2 separate regions of the Drosophila melanogaster genome follow, and region 1 is linked to region 2. A link is a contact called in public HiChIP or PLAC-seq data. All regions are on one chromosome and are shown on one strand. Each heading gives the region's core, a stretch centred on a gene start, on an enhancer-like site or on the middle of the called end of the contact. The rest is flanking DNA. Distances are from core to core; before and after follow the strand shown. Region 1 overlaps mub (mushroom-body expressed). Region 2 overlaps TfAP-2 (Transcription factor AP-2).

Region 1 (5,818 bases), core at 433-2,932, 270 kb after region 2:
CATCCCGGTTCGAGATTGCAGATGAATGTCTGGCCAGTCCCGGGTATCCTGGCAGGCGGTATGGTATCCTGCAAAGCCTATGGAAGGCCTTACTCCTTAGTCTGAACCCAATCTCGCTTGTTTGACGTTGTGTTGAGTGGAAGTGGAATTGCCGACTGGGGTCGGGTTGGGATGTTTTCAGTTTGTTATCGATAAATATTCACTCAGCCGGTGATTGCTGTGAAAAGTCCCACTTCCCCGGACATGGTCGCTGTACCAGGCGGGAACTCCCCCTGTTTCCTCGGGCAACTCTGGAACCCTGCATCAGCGCATCCTTTGAGTCCCTCCTTTTCACCTAACCCAAAGAGTTCCAGTTTCAGGTTTCAGACGCGGCATGTGTCAGCATTTGACACATTTCATTTACATTTTTTCCTGTTTCCCCTTTCCCAGGCCTGCTGCCCATTGTCCATTCAAATGTGGAAAACATATCGGGTTTGCATTCGATTTTCCACAGCTTTCTTTTTATTTTTCGGGTCCATTTCCCAGCCACGTGCGATGAAGCTGCAGGAGAACTTTAGAAGGGTGGCGTGCTAAGTAAACACAGCAGGAAGCTGTTGGTAAGGGTTAAGGCGAGATAATTAGTTACTTTGTGTCCTTGCGGTTGGCCAGCCACCCCGTCCCTGGTCGGGCGCCAGTGGCTGAGGGGCGGATTTGTAGTTGGCGCGTGCCTTAGTCCAACGGAGGAGTGCGGAATGGAGTTGCGGGAGCAGGATGAGGAGATTCTGCAAGTAGGGAATTTGGTTTGTCTGTCTCGGTCATCGTATTTGTATTGGTTGAGTGTATTTGCTTATGCTCTCTACGGTCTGTAGGGTTAATTGAATTTGCTTTTGAGGTTCCTTTTTATTAGAGCAGGGGTACAAGGCACGGAGGTTTGCGGATTTGAGACGCCTTTACCACATGTTCGTATCGGCGTGTGTTTATGAAACGAATTTATAAATATTCATGAACTGACTTCGCATTGGATTGTCCAGAGGTGAAGTCCAATTTTGAGACTAAATGTTTCCGCCCGCTCGGAATTCCAAAGGGACACCTGTAAAGTTATCCATGACTTCTGACGCACAATAAACGAAAAAAGACGTAGACGTACTTGCGAAATAGTTTTTGGAGATAAATGCATCTTAAAATGAATGCATACCGATATAATGCAAATATTTATCTTCGTACAAGTTTATGGTCTGAAATAAAATAAAGATATCAACCCTTAAATGAACCTGTATTTTTTCAACCAAACAAGCCTGAGTGTTTAATATTTTTAATTGGTATTCATATTTTTTTTAATTAATGAATGATATATATATATATATATATACAATATATATATATACAATATATATATATTTATTTATCTCAGTCCTCAAGTCATGCCGGTAGCGTAAAACAAATATCCTGGCAAAAGTCGCCAGCAAAAACTATAACTGCTATTATTCCACTTTTGGTTTTGACTTCGCTCAGCTGCGAAATAAAAAGTTTTTGCTTTCATAGCCTTTCAACTTTCCGGTTCGGCTTTTTTGGCTATGTGTCTACAATTTTGTGGCAAATTAAATAAGCAAGCGAAGCGTTTATGCACCCATACATAGACCCTGGAATATACAACCATTTACGTACATGTGTGCGTTAAAACACCTAGCTGCGAGTCACAGCGCAGCAAAGTATGCAACACAAATTTCGGAACCGCGCTTTTCGTGCCACATTTAATGCTTAACAAGAGTTTGCGTTCAGCTGCATAGCTGTTCAGCTTTAAGGTGGTGTGCGTGTGTCAGGACGGCATTTTCCGAGAAGGGCTGCCCGAAGTGAGTTTGCCATCACATCATGTGGAAAAATTTTTGTCTGGATTAGCGGGTTACGGTCTCAGTAGTCAATCAAGAAAATGATGAGATAAGCTGTTCTTTTTTTTTAATACGATCAAATAGTCGGAATGGGCTTAGAAATATGATAAATACTTGTGGCTATAAAAATAAGTATTGTGTTCATTTTTAATCAAACCGAATTTCATATGCCTGTAGGGGATATTATAATATTTGTTGTGCAAATGTAAAGGGAACCACACATACCAGACTCTCTATATATTAGACTTAACAATGTATTCTATTGTCATGAATATCACACAACTAATCCAATGGTCCCAAAGATCCCCATTGCATCTATGGATATGTAGAAGGTGTACTTTAAAATAATTAATTTATAGATGTATTTTAACGTATAAAAATACAATCTTTTCTTTACCCTTACTTTTCTGAATGCATATCATTGTTGAATTCAATACAGTCTTTTTTTACATAACACTTTCTCAGAAACCTTATCTATTGCATATGTGTATATATGTACAAAAGTATGTAAGCTGGCTTTGCCATTTCATGTCTTTTTAATGCTCAAATTAAAAGATGAAAAGCCCAAATTATTAATAATAGAATGCAAGATTCCTATTTTATCAATACGTTTGCATTTACTTTTCAGGATAAAAACGAGATCAATTTCGTCGGCAAGTAAGTAGTGTATAGAGTTTGTTTGTCATAAATATTTTTTTCTTTTATTTTAATGGCAGCGACACGCATAAAAAGTTTTTTAAAACTATCCAGGGTATTGGCTCTTTCTATTCTTATCCTATTTCCGCGCAGTTTCCGGCTTTGGGTTCCTTTGAGTCGCAGAGAGCCAAAAGTTTTGTCTTCAATTTAGTTAATTAGCAGGCTCATATGTTGAATCTGGTCCCGCTTTTCTCCATTTCCCATCACGAAATGCCTATCGTATAATCAACTTTGGGGCTATTTAAGTTTTTGCCAGAAAACTTTCTTCACGCACTGTACAACACTTTTACTTAAGTCTTCTCCCGAGCGTTTCTACTCCATTTCTCGATTTTCACTATTTCGGTCATCTCATCTAGTAGGATGCCTTCTGGACTTCTTTCGTCTTGTCGATGGAGGAAGTAAAGTCCGGCTCACACACACAAGCCATAAGGAGGCTGTCTCGTCCTGCAGGACCATAGTTTAGGAGATAGGCGAAACATTAAGCGGATTAGTTTTCCTGCCCAGGAATCGGGCGGGACATCGGTGGGCATTCAGGTGGGCAGAGGCCATTAGTTGTGTGTCGTCGCTGGCTTTTTGCAGTTGCAGAGGATGGCGAGCAACTGAAGCTAGTTATAAATTGTTGGCTATTAGTTAAATGAACTTGCCGCTTTCTGGATCGAGCACGGCTTGTCCGTTTCAGTTGGCAACCACTAAGCCACTGGAAGAGGCCAACTCAAATGGATTCACATTCAAATGTTGCTAAGAATTTAGGCTTATGAAAGGTGAATGATACACAGAAAGGAGGAGGCAAATTGAAATAATGAGAAAGAGAGACCGAAGGACTTGAAAGGATCTGTGCGCTCACGAAGTGTGATAATATCGATAGATAGCATATTCTTAGTAATTTACCACTACTGTGTTTGATGCAGCTTAGGCTTAATCCTAATCTATGCCATATTTTGTGAAAAGCCAAAGCATTTGCTCGTGGTTTTGTATTTATCAGTTAATAATTGCAACTCCTTTAACTAAGTAATTATTAACTTATTATTTTGAATTTATATATATATATAGATACAGATATATTCCAGCAAAATTTCTGCCAATCCAGAAGTAAATTGATTATGGACTGGCCCAACGACGATTTGCATAATCCAAATCGATAATGAGTGGATTGTGCGGATTGTGAGTGGGCGGAGTGGCATGCCACTGAATCGGTGGCAATCGGCTGTATTTGCAATTTCAGCCGCATTTCATGACAATTAGTGTTTATTCAAAATTCAGACGACCTAATTTCATATGTCAGGCTGTTCGACAGCCTGGCCCAGCACCACCCAACCAGCCCAGGCAAACCACCCACCCACAACCCACTAACCGCCGACCACAGGCAGTTAACTTTTTGGCACAGATAGGAATATTTTGTGGGACATGTCAAAGTTTTTGCCTCTTGATTTCCTTTACTTCGGTTTGGATCAGTTCACTTCGGTTCGCTTGTGTACGGAATTCAATTTCTGTTTTTTATCAGGTGGAGCCAGGTGCGGCCGGACTTAACCCACACATTCACGCAGTCAAATGAGATTAATAATAATTTAATTAAAACTCGTGGGCTTAATGCATTTCGCGTGTAACGGACTTCAATGCAGAATCCCGCGCAATGCGCAATGCTTTTCTTTTCTAGGGTTTTTGTGCCTGAAATTAAATTTAATTAAATTTTGCACTTATCGCTTTTACACAACTCACACGGACAAAGGCTTCAAACGGAAGTTGGGCTGCCATTCGAATGCACTGCCAAAGTCCATGCAGTTTTGCCCCCTTTTTTTTTGGTAGAATGCAGGCCCCCTTTTCTGCCAGCTTTTTATGAAATGTTTTTCTTTAGTGTTCTCTTGTTTCGAATCAATTAATTGACCTTTCTGATGGGCTAGTTGTTTAGGTCAGGCAGGTGCTGCAGCCATAATATTTTTCCAATAGAAATCCCTTGGAATTTTTAAAATTCAATTAAGAGATTCGTGAAGTAAGTACATAAATGGACTGCCTAACTAGCAATTAGGTATTTTTCATGGAAATTACTTTTAGATTTCTTTGGGTGGAGAATTTGTTCGAAAAAACAAAATAAGGCCCCTTTTTATTACGTTTTCAAATATAGCCCATAGCTATGATGGCTAGTAAGTTTCTGAACAATAAACATGTAGCAGCTTTTCTGAAAATTTTGAATTTTTCGTTTTTAAGCTCGTTAGTTGGGCAATTTTGAATATCGTAGATGAAAACAGAATCTGCATGCTTTGACATAGTTTCCATATATTGATGATATGGCTAGAAGGCAAGAAAAATAATTAATTTAAAAAAATCAAAAAAATGTTAAGGTGTTGCAGTTTTGGGCGGTTTGTGCTGGTTAGAGTGGGCGTGGCCACATCAGCAAACAAACCGCATGCCTAATCTAAACTTTCTAGCTTTTATAGTTCCTCAGATCTCGACGTTCATACGGCTAGATCGAATCGGTTATTGATCCTGATCAAGAATATATATACTTTATATGGTCGGTGAAGCTTTCTTCTAGCTGTTACGTACTTTTCAACGATCTACTTACCCCTGTACTCTATGGGTAACGTTATATGTTTATTGTATACTATGATTATTATAAAACAAATTCCTCTCAATTAAGTAAATAAAACACTGTGTGTACATGATTTTTCCATTCCATTAACCATAGCTTTCATTCTAAAAGTAAGAATATAAAGATTTCCATCAAATATTATTATTGAATGTATATCTTTCCAAAATTCAATAATACCTTTTCGAGCTAGATTGCTATATCATCGGATGTAATTAAAATTTTGTTTTCACTCGTTTCGACTCGTGAAATATTTATATTTTTCTGACCTGGTTTCCCCTTAAGTTGTTTGTAGCTTTTAAAATTGAGAAGAATCATTTTTATAAAGTATTTTATTCGGTAATCTAATTATTAATAACCATGTCTTGTAACTCTGGAGCGATGTTTTCAGATTGTTCTAAAAGTTAAGTTTATATTTTACTTTAATATAAACGGCGATTTTAGCATCATTTGTAGTTGTGGCACTTCTGAAGGTCATTAGGGACGTTGAAAAGAAATTGCGGAATCCAATCAGAAATGCAAACGCCTACCGCGGTCTAATTGGAATCGGGCTGTTATTGTGGCTCGCCCCCATTTATAATGAACTGAAAATATTTGTGTAATCCTTTGTCGCTGTTTTGGCATAAAATTAATTACATAATTTAATTTGAAAAGCAATTCATTACACTTGCAT
Region 2 (6,086 bases), core at 963-3,462:
CTCAAAAGGAGATCACAATGCCAGTGCATGTGGAGTTCTTGTAATCATAGTTTCCAATATTTCTTGTTTATCTTATAATAGTATAATATAGTATTAAAAAGCAATACATATATGTAAGTTTATCGCATGGTCATATTTCAATTTGCAGAACGAAGTAACCTTAGTCCTATGTATAATTAGTAGTGAATACTATATACGGAGATTCATGTAACATATCGTATAATTTGCATACTATACAGCAGCCCATAAACAAAGTGGTTCTCTTACAACACTCTCGACCTTTTCTCGCAGTGCACATGCATGGTCGCCAAGTGGGCACTTTCGGCTCGTCGTTCTTCTATTCGTCATCTGCACGCTAGAAGATGGGACGCAGCTTTTCGATTTTGGCCGAGCAGGCTCCGCAAATACCCAGCAGGTTTAATACATTTATGAATGGGTTTTACTACTTCATTAAGGGCTCCTCCGCTCTTCCGCGCATTTGAGGGCCAAGGAGCTGGAGCTGGAGCTCGAGCCGAAGGAAGAGACTGAGGATCCAGCCGAGCTCCAGCTCTGCGGATTGGAGCGCGTGCGCAGCCAGGAGGAGGAGGAGGACGAGCAGGGCAGGAGTACCTGCAAGAATCGTAATAAGCAGAAATCGATTATCGTCCGCTGAACATTTCCATTGTTGTTATGAATATTATATGCAGCGTTTGGAGCGAAGCTTCCTCTTAAATTCGTTTAATTTATAGCTCTTCCGACAGTTCCAACTTGCAGTTCCAATAAATGACAGCACCGGACGTCGAACGAGTGTGTAATCTAATTGGAAACGAGCGCGGCTTAGGGACCCACTGTACTGCCGGTTCGCGGATGGCCAGTGCAGACCATATGTAAATTCGCGCCCGAAATGCGCAGAATGGATTCTTTATTTACTGACAATATTATGACAATGCCCGCATGAACTCGGCCTATTCTATGGCCGCAAGGCGGTCCTTACGCCACTCGATGTTTCCATATAACCTGGTCACATCCCTCCAGAGTATTGAGGTCCAGAGGGATGCCCTCCTCCCCTTCCTGGAAGCCCACCATCATTCAACTTGACAGCGTAATTAAAACGACTGGTCCACACGATGAAAGTGAGGAGTTTTATAAGATGTTAGGGCCTACTTGTTTTATATGTCGCAATATAATTGGTGGCATCCAAAACCCGGAGACCAGGTAGTGGCCGAAAAAAATGCGAACATCGAATCGCGCAGGCATGTTCTTTTCTTGGGCGGGCACTCTTCTGCCAGGCGGAATGATTTGGACCGGCAATTTTGGTAATAGCGGCATGCCGGGATCGAGGCCAGCTCCTGTCCATTGCACTGCTACTGTATAAGTATCCAGAGTCATTACGTCATCGGCGAGGAATCCGGACGTGATTGCTCTTATGGAAGCCACGTGCTAATTTAATTATTATTTGCAAATACTTTCAAAGTGAGAGCCCCTCGACTCTTTCACCGCTCATTTTCGATTCTTGATTTAATTTACTTTTATTGATAGCCCTCTGGCTGAGTTTTTTTTAAGGCGATATATTCGAGAGAATATCATCGTATTCTTCATAGTGGTTTGGTTCACTAAGTTTAATGCTTTTCCTATGGATATAAACACTAATATCAAAAAGGGGCTGAAGTTAAGTTAGGACCAGAAAAATTTAAGCTATACTTAAGATAACTTTTGATATTCTATTATATTTTTATATAATATAATTCCTATTTTAGGAATTATATTAGTATATCTTGTTTTTGTGTTCTTTTTAACAGGATTTATCTGTTATCCCTACTGTAATAGGTAGTAAAGTAACTATAAAATTTGTAATACCAAATTTTTCTCTGACTTGCGCATTTGGAATTTCCAAATGGTTATTGCGATTCTTGCAACCAAACTCGATCCTTTAACAAATAAAAGAATATTTTTTAGCAGCTCCAACATAATTTAACTCCAACTGATACAATTTCTAATAAATTTGCAATTGCTTAGTCATTGCTTTAATACATGAAATTATTTCGCTGTACGTTAAATCATACAGCAAGGACTTTCGTCGTCGTTTTGGCACGTTCAAAATTTTGTGTTTTTTTTTTTATATATTGCTGTAATTTGAATTTGTTCAAATGTACTTGGGGTATAGAGCCACCTATGGGTGTGTGGTGGTGACCTTTGCTGGTTCAGTTATCGAAACATAGATGCCGCCCACTGCGTGTACGGTTGTGTAAAATGCATGTAAAGTAGCAGAAGTCCATGTATTTCTGCAAGACACGCCCATGGATACTTTAAATTCTGGATCTGGATTGCTCTTTGAATCACGTTAAGAGAAATATGCTTTTCTGCAGAGATATTCACATTTCACAAAAAAAAGTTTTATTCTGAAGGAGATGTTTTCGTAACTTACAAAATATGTTTTTGTATTGCTTCGTACTAACTGAAATCTAATGAAATTTGAATTAAAACGCATTTCCTTAATTGCAAAATTGCAAATTTCAAATGTAATGCACAAATAAAGTGTTAAGGTTTGATAAGAAGGTTTAAAACGTTTTTGTAAAAATTTGCGTCGATTAGATCAAACAGTCTTCGCAAACGAAAAGCCGGCCTTCTTATACTACACCATTTATTTGCCATCTTCAAAAATGTGTGTCATTGATTTGGAATGGGTAATTTTCCACTTCAAAAAATATATTTTGATATAATATAATTTAAAGCCAATTGAATGGCTCTAAAGCGTAGGAACTAACAGAGGCAACATAAAATGAAAACATATCAGCAATGATAAATTACAATTTTGAATATAAATTTAGATTAGCTAATAGTTTTGGAAAGTTGTGTAGAACTAAATATGTAGATGGAACCGTCAAACAAAACCATTTGTGTTTACAAATTATAATTAAGAACATTATTTTATGTATCATGTTCTACATTAAACTCTCAAATATTATTGCTATTTAAATGAAAATTTTTCGGGCCAATATAAAGTTTTTTGTATGTATCAAGGTCGGACTATTGCTTCGCCAATGCAAAGGTTCTAGGAGTTTGCATTTGATTCAAAAGGTACGAAGCACGGGACTATCTCCAAAAATCTTTCAGAATCTTGTCCTTAAAATCTTTTTATATCATTATTATGGTTTACTTTTTACTGATATACTGGTAACATTGTAAATATTTAACTAGTAAGTAGGATGCGAGAAACGGCGTTAGAAAACGGATCCAATCCAGACCGAAATGAGACTGGTCCCAACATCGTAATAGACCAGTTAGAAAAGTGAACCCTGGGTCTGGAGTCAAAACTCTTTTAATGGCAATTGATCACTGGCAAGTGGATAACGTTTCATTAGAATATCGGGTGAAGTGCGCATTTATACACGACGTGTGTGTGGATTGTGCGTACATATGTGAGCCGAGATCTGCGAGCCAGGCTTTGTGTGTTTTTTGTATGACCGTCGTTTGGAACAGAACCCACTTGAGGTGAAACTATTTCGACCTGCCCAACAGCTTCCAACAGTCTACCTGTACCTGTGCCAGTGCCTTTGCCTTTGCCTGTGCCCCCCAAAACCAGATGGTCTCTGATCACCGAGCAGCATTTGAAACCTTTATAATTTATTTATCTTTATCTTGAATTACGCCATGGGAGTATTGACCACCAGAGTAAGTCAGAAATTTCGGCACATTCATGTCTCGCAATGGCAGACAATGGGCTAAGGTTCTGAAACTCATGTGATTGAAAACCAGAGTTTCCAATCGCACAATTAATAATGGAGAAAAAAGCCATGGCAAAATAAATAAATAAATAGGAATAGAAATAGCAGCGGCATAAAGAACTTTGCCAACTGGCGAAGGGTCAAAAGCATTGCCCGAAAGCCACGCATACCCACACCACTACCACTGAATTCCGAGCGGGCCAACTCCGTTGACGGTATTGAGTGACGGCAAGAGCCGAGAATAAGCCGCGAATATCCAAAGACGGATGAGCAGACAGCCGCGTATTAGCGGCAGCCAAATATTAGGTAACATCGGGTTCAGTACAAGTAAACAAACCAAGAGGGAATCTTGAAATCGGGGGCCATCAATGAGGAAGCACTTAAAGGAGCCGGAGGATTCTGCGGAGCTCCACTCCAGAACTAATTTTCATCCAGAAATGCCGTTTTAATTGTTTGAAGAGCTAATACCCAGATTTGGCTTTGATTAGAGCCAAGCTCGGATTCTTCAGCGCAGAATGCGCGAAATCTCCGGGGTTTCGAAAAAGAAAATCACCGAGAACCCAGCCGCCGATAGACGAATATTCACGCAAAACAAAGGAGAACCGGTTTACCTGTGTTCCTAAATATTCTATTTGATGTTGGCAAATGACAAGATAATCCAAAGTAATCAATCAAAATTATTTTAATTTATTAAACCACAATAAAGTCGTGCCCGATCCGCAATTGCCACGTTCTTGGCCCAGCCAGCCAGTCAGTCAAAGACTCGCCAAAGAATGCTCCCTACCGAACTTAGGGTTTGAGCCCAACTATCAAGATTGGGTCATACTCACTCGTATAGGGAAACTTTAGTACTTCGGCAGACATTCCGCGGATATGGTTATTACCAACTGAAGATTTGCAGAAACTGGTTTTTAGGGAGCTGTAAAGGTACGATGATCGTAAATGGATATTATCTGAAATTTTTTAAGTGATGCAGTAGTCCATCTCCTGAAAGTTACATTTTTGCTAGATCTGTATGAAAAAGGCTCCAACTAAGCGTTTATCTATCAACTAACATAAGAACGTTGTCAGGGAAGTTCTGATAAGTTAGATAAAATATTTCTTTTCCCTGCTTCTCCAAAGAACAGTTCGAAATATGCCCAGTTAACTTGCTATTATTAATAATAAAACCAATAGAACCATTTTCATTTGCCAAGCTCGACACAAGTCTGCTTTATAAACACGAGCCAATGGTTATAGCTGCGAATGTCTAACTGAATCACCTATTATTCGGCCATTCACTAATAACTACTCCTCAGAGGTAAATAATTGAGCTGCTATTTGGATGTGTAAGCAATATGAATTAGTTGATTAAGCCGATGCACAATGATTCAGGCGATGGGGAAGTAGAGCGCTTGGGCAGGGCCTTCCTTGTTTGGTTCACCTGGAGGAGTTCCTTATTTGGACCACAATGAAGGCCGATCCTCCGCGATCCGTGGTCCGCCCGCCCAACACACTCTTGCACAATCGAATAAACATGTTCGATTTGTGAAAACCTCAACGTTTTGTGTCAAATTACTGTCATTCTTTTCCGCAATCCCCGGGCACAATGCTGAATTAAGTAGCAGGTAAATGAGAGCAGCTAGCCTAAGCAGGCAAGAGTATAAATAAAATTTGTTATGGAATGGCGCGCAGCGGGCAAATTCAGGGAATCAATAGCCGCAGTTATGGATACCTAATGGGCGTACCCCACCGGAGCGTCCTTATCGCGCGCATCGCCCATTGACACTGCATCCTGCGAGTCCTGGCAATTCAAAAGCGCGCGACTGGGCAGGATGTCAAATGGCTTGTGTGATACCATTCACTAAGCCGAGCTTCCGACCTCATTATGCGACTCCTTTATGCCGCACACATTTAAATGTGCTTTCGCCCACCACAAAGATCTCAAATCGGCGACAATCTCTCCCTATAGCCGCCATCCATCCATCCATCCGTCCATCCGTCCATCTATCCGCCTATCCGACCTCTAACGGTAGCGACTGCGAAGTGAAGCCGGCGTCGCCGGCGAAAACCTTTTCGCCTTTTTGGCACACTGGCGAGCGACTAGTTCTCATTTCGCGTTCGTCGCTCGTAGACTACTGATGCTGATGCGTCGGTGCGGCAAAGTCGAAAAATTCGAGAAAGCGCGAATCGGATTTAGAATTTAGAATTTACAACTTGTGATTGTGATCCGCCGTGATATAGCGAATTAGCGAATTATTCTGGAATATATCGACTTGTGCCCCAGAACAGCTGGATAGCCCCATCGATATGTGTGCATAAGGTTTCGGCGGACTTAAATATGATAACATGACTTTAGCGTATGTGGATATGCCAGCTGTAATTCAGGTTCAGGTATATTTC

The links. HiChIP or PLAC-seq counts read pairs in DNA pulled down with a chosen protein or histone mark.
Region 1: a contact with region 2 is called in a CP190 HiChIP or PLAC-seq map of the Kc167 cell line, with 2.1 times the contacts expected there. The contact joins two enhancer-like sites. A contact is called at or near these places in 3 of 107 Hi-C or Micro-C datasets (the Kc167 cell line and wing imaginal disc) and 1 of 6 datasets of contacts at active chromatin or transcription factors (the Kc167 cell line).

The regions. Positions count from the first base shown.
Region 1 is chr3L:21,872,804-21,878,621 of dm6, forward strand. mub (mushroom-body expressed) reads left to right here. Exons shown (of 11, transcript NM_001275268.1): 2 at 2,494-2,522. Among named protein-coding and RNA genes, the nearest start is that of lncRNA:CR43878, 11 kb to the right of the region's middle. Within about 2 kb of position 1,683, at least 7 of the 39 cell types and tissues checked have an H3K27ac peak or open chromatin away from gene starts, as enhancers often do. A contact at or near this core is called in the Kc167 cell line, where this site is marked.
Region 2 is chr3L:21,602,304-21,608,389 of dm6, forward strand. All of the region lies in intron 1 of TfAP-2 (Transcription factor AP-2), which reads left to right. Among named protein-coding and RNA genes, the nearest start is that of lncRNA:CR43940, 11 kb to the left of the region's middle. Within about 2 kb of position 2,213, at least 35 of the 39 cell types and tissues checked have an H3K27ac peak or open chromatin away from gene starts, as enhancers often do. A contact at or near this core is called in the Kc167 cell line, where this site is marked.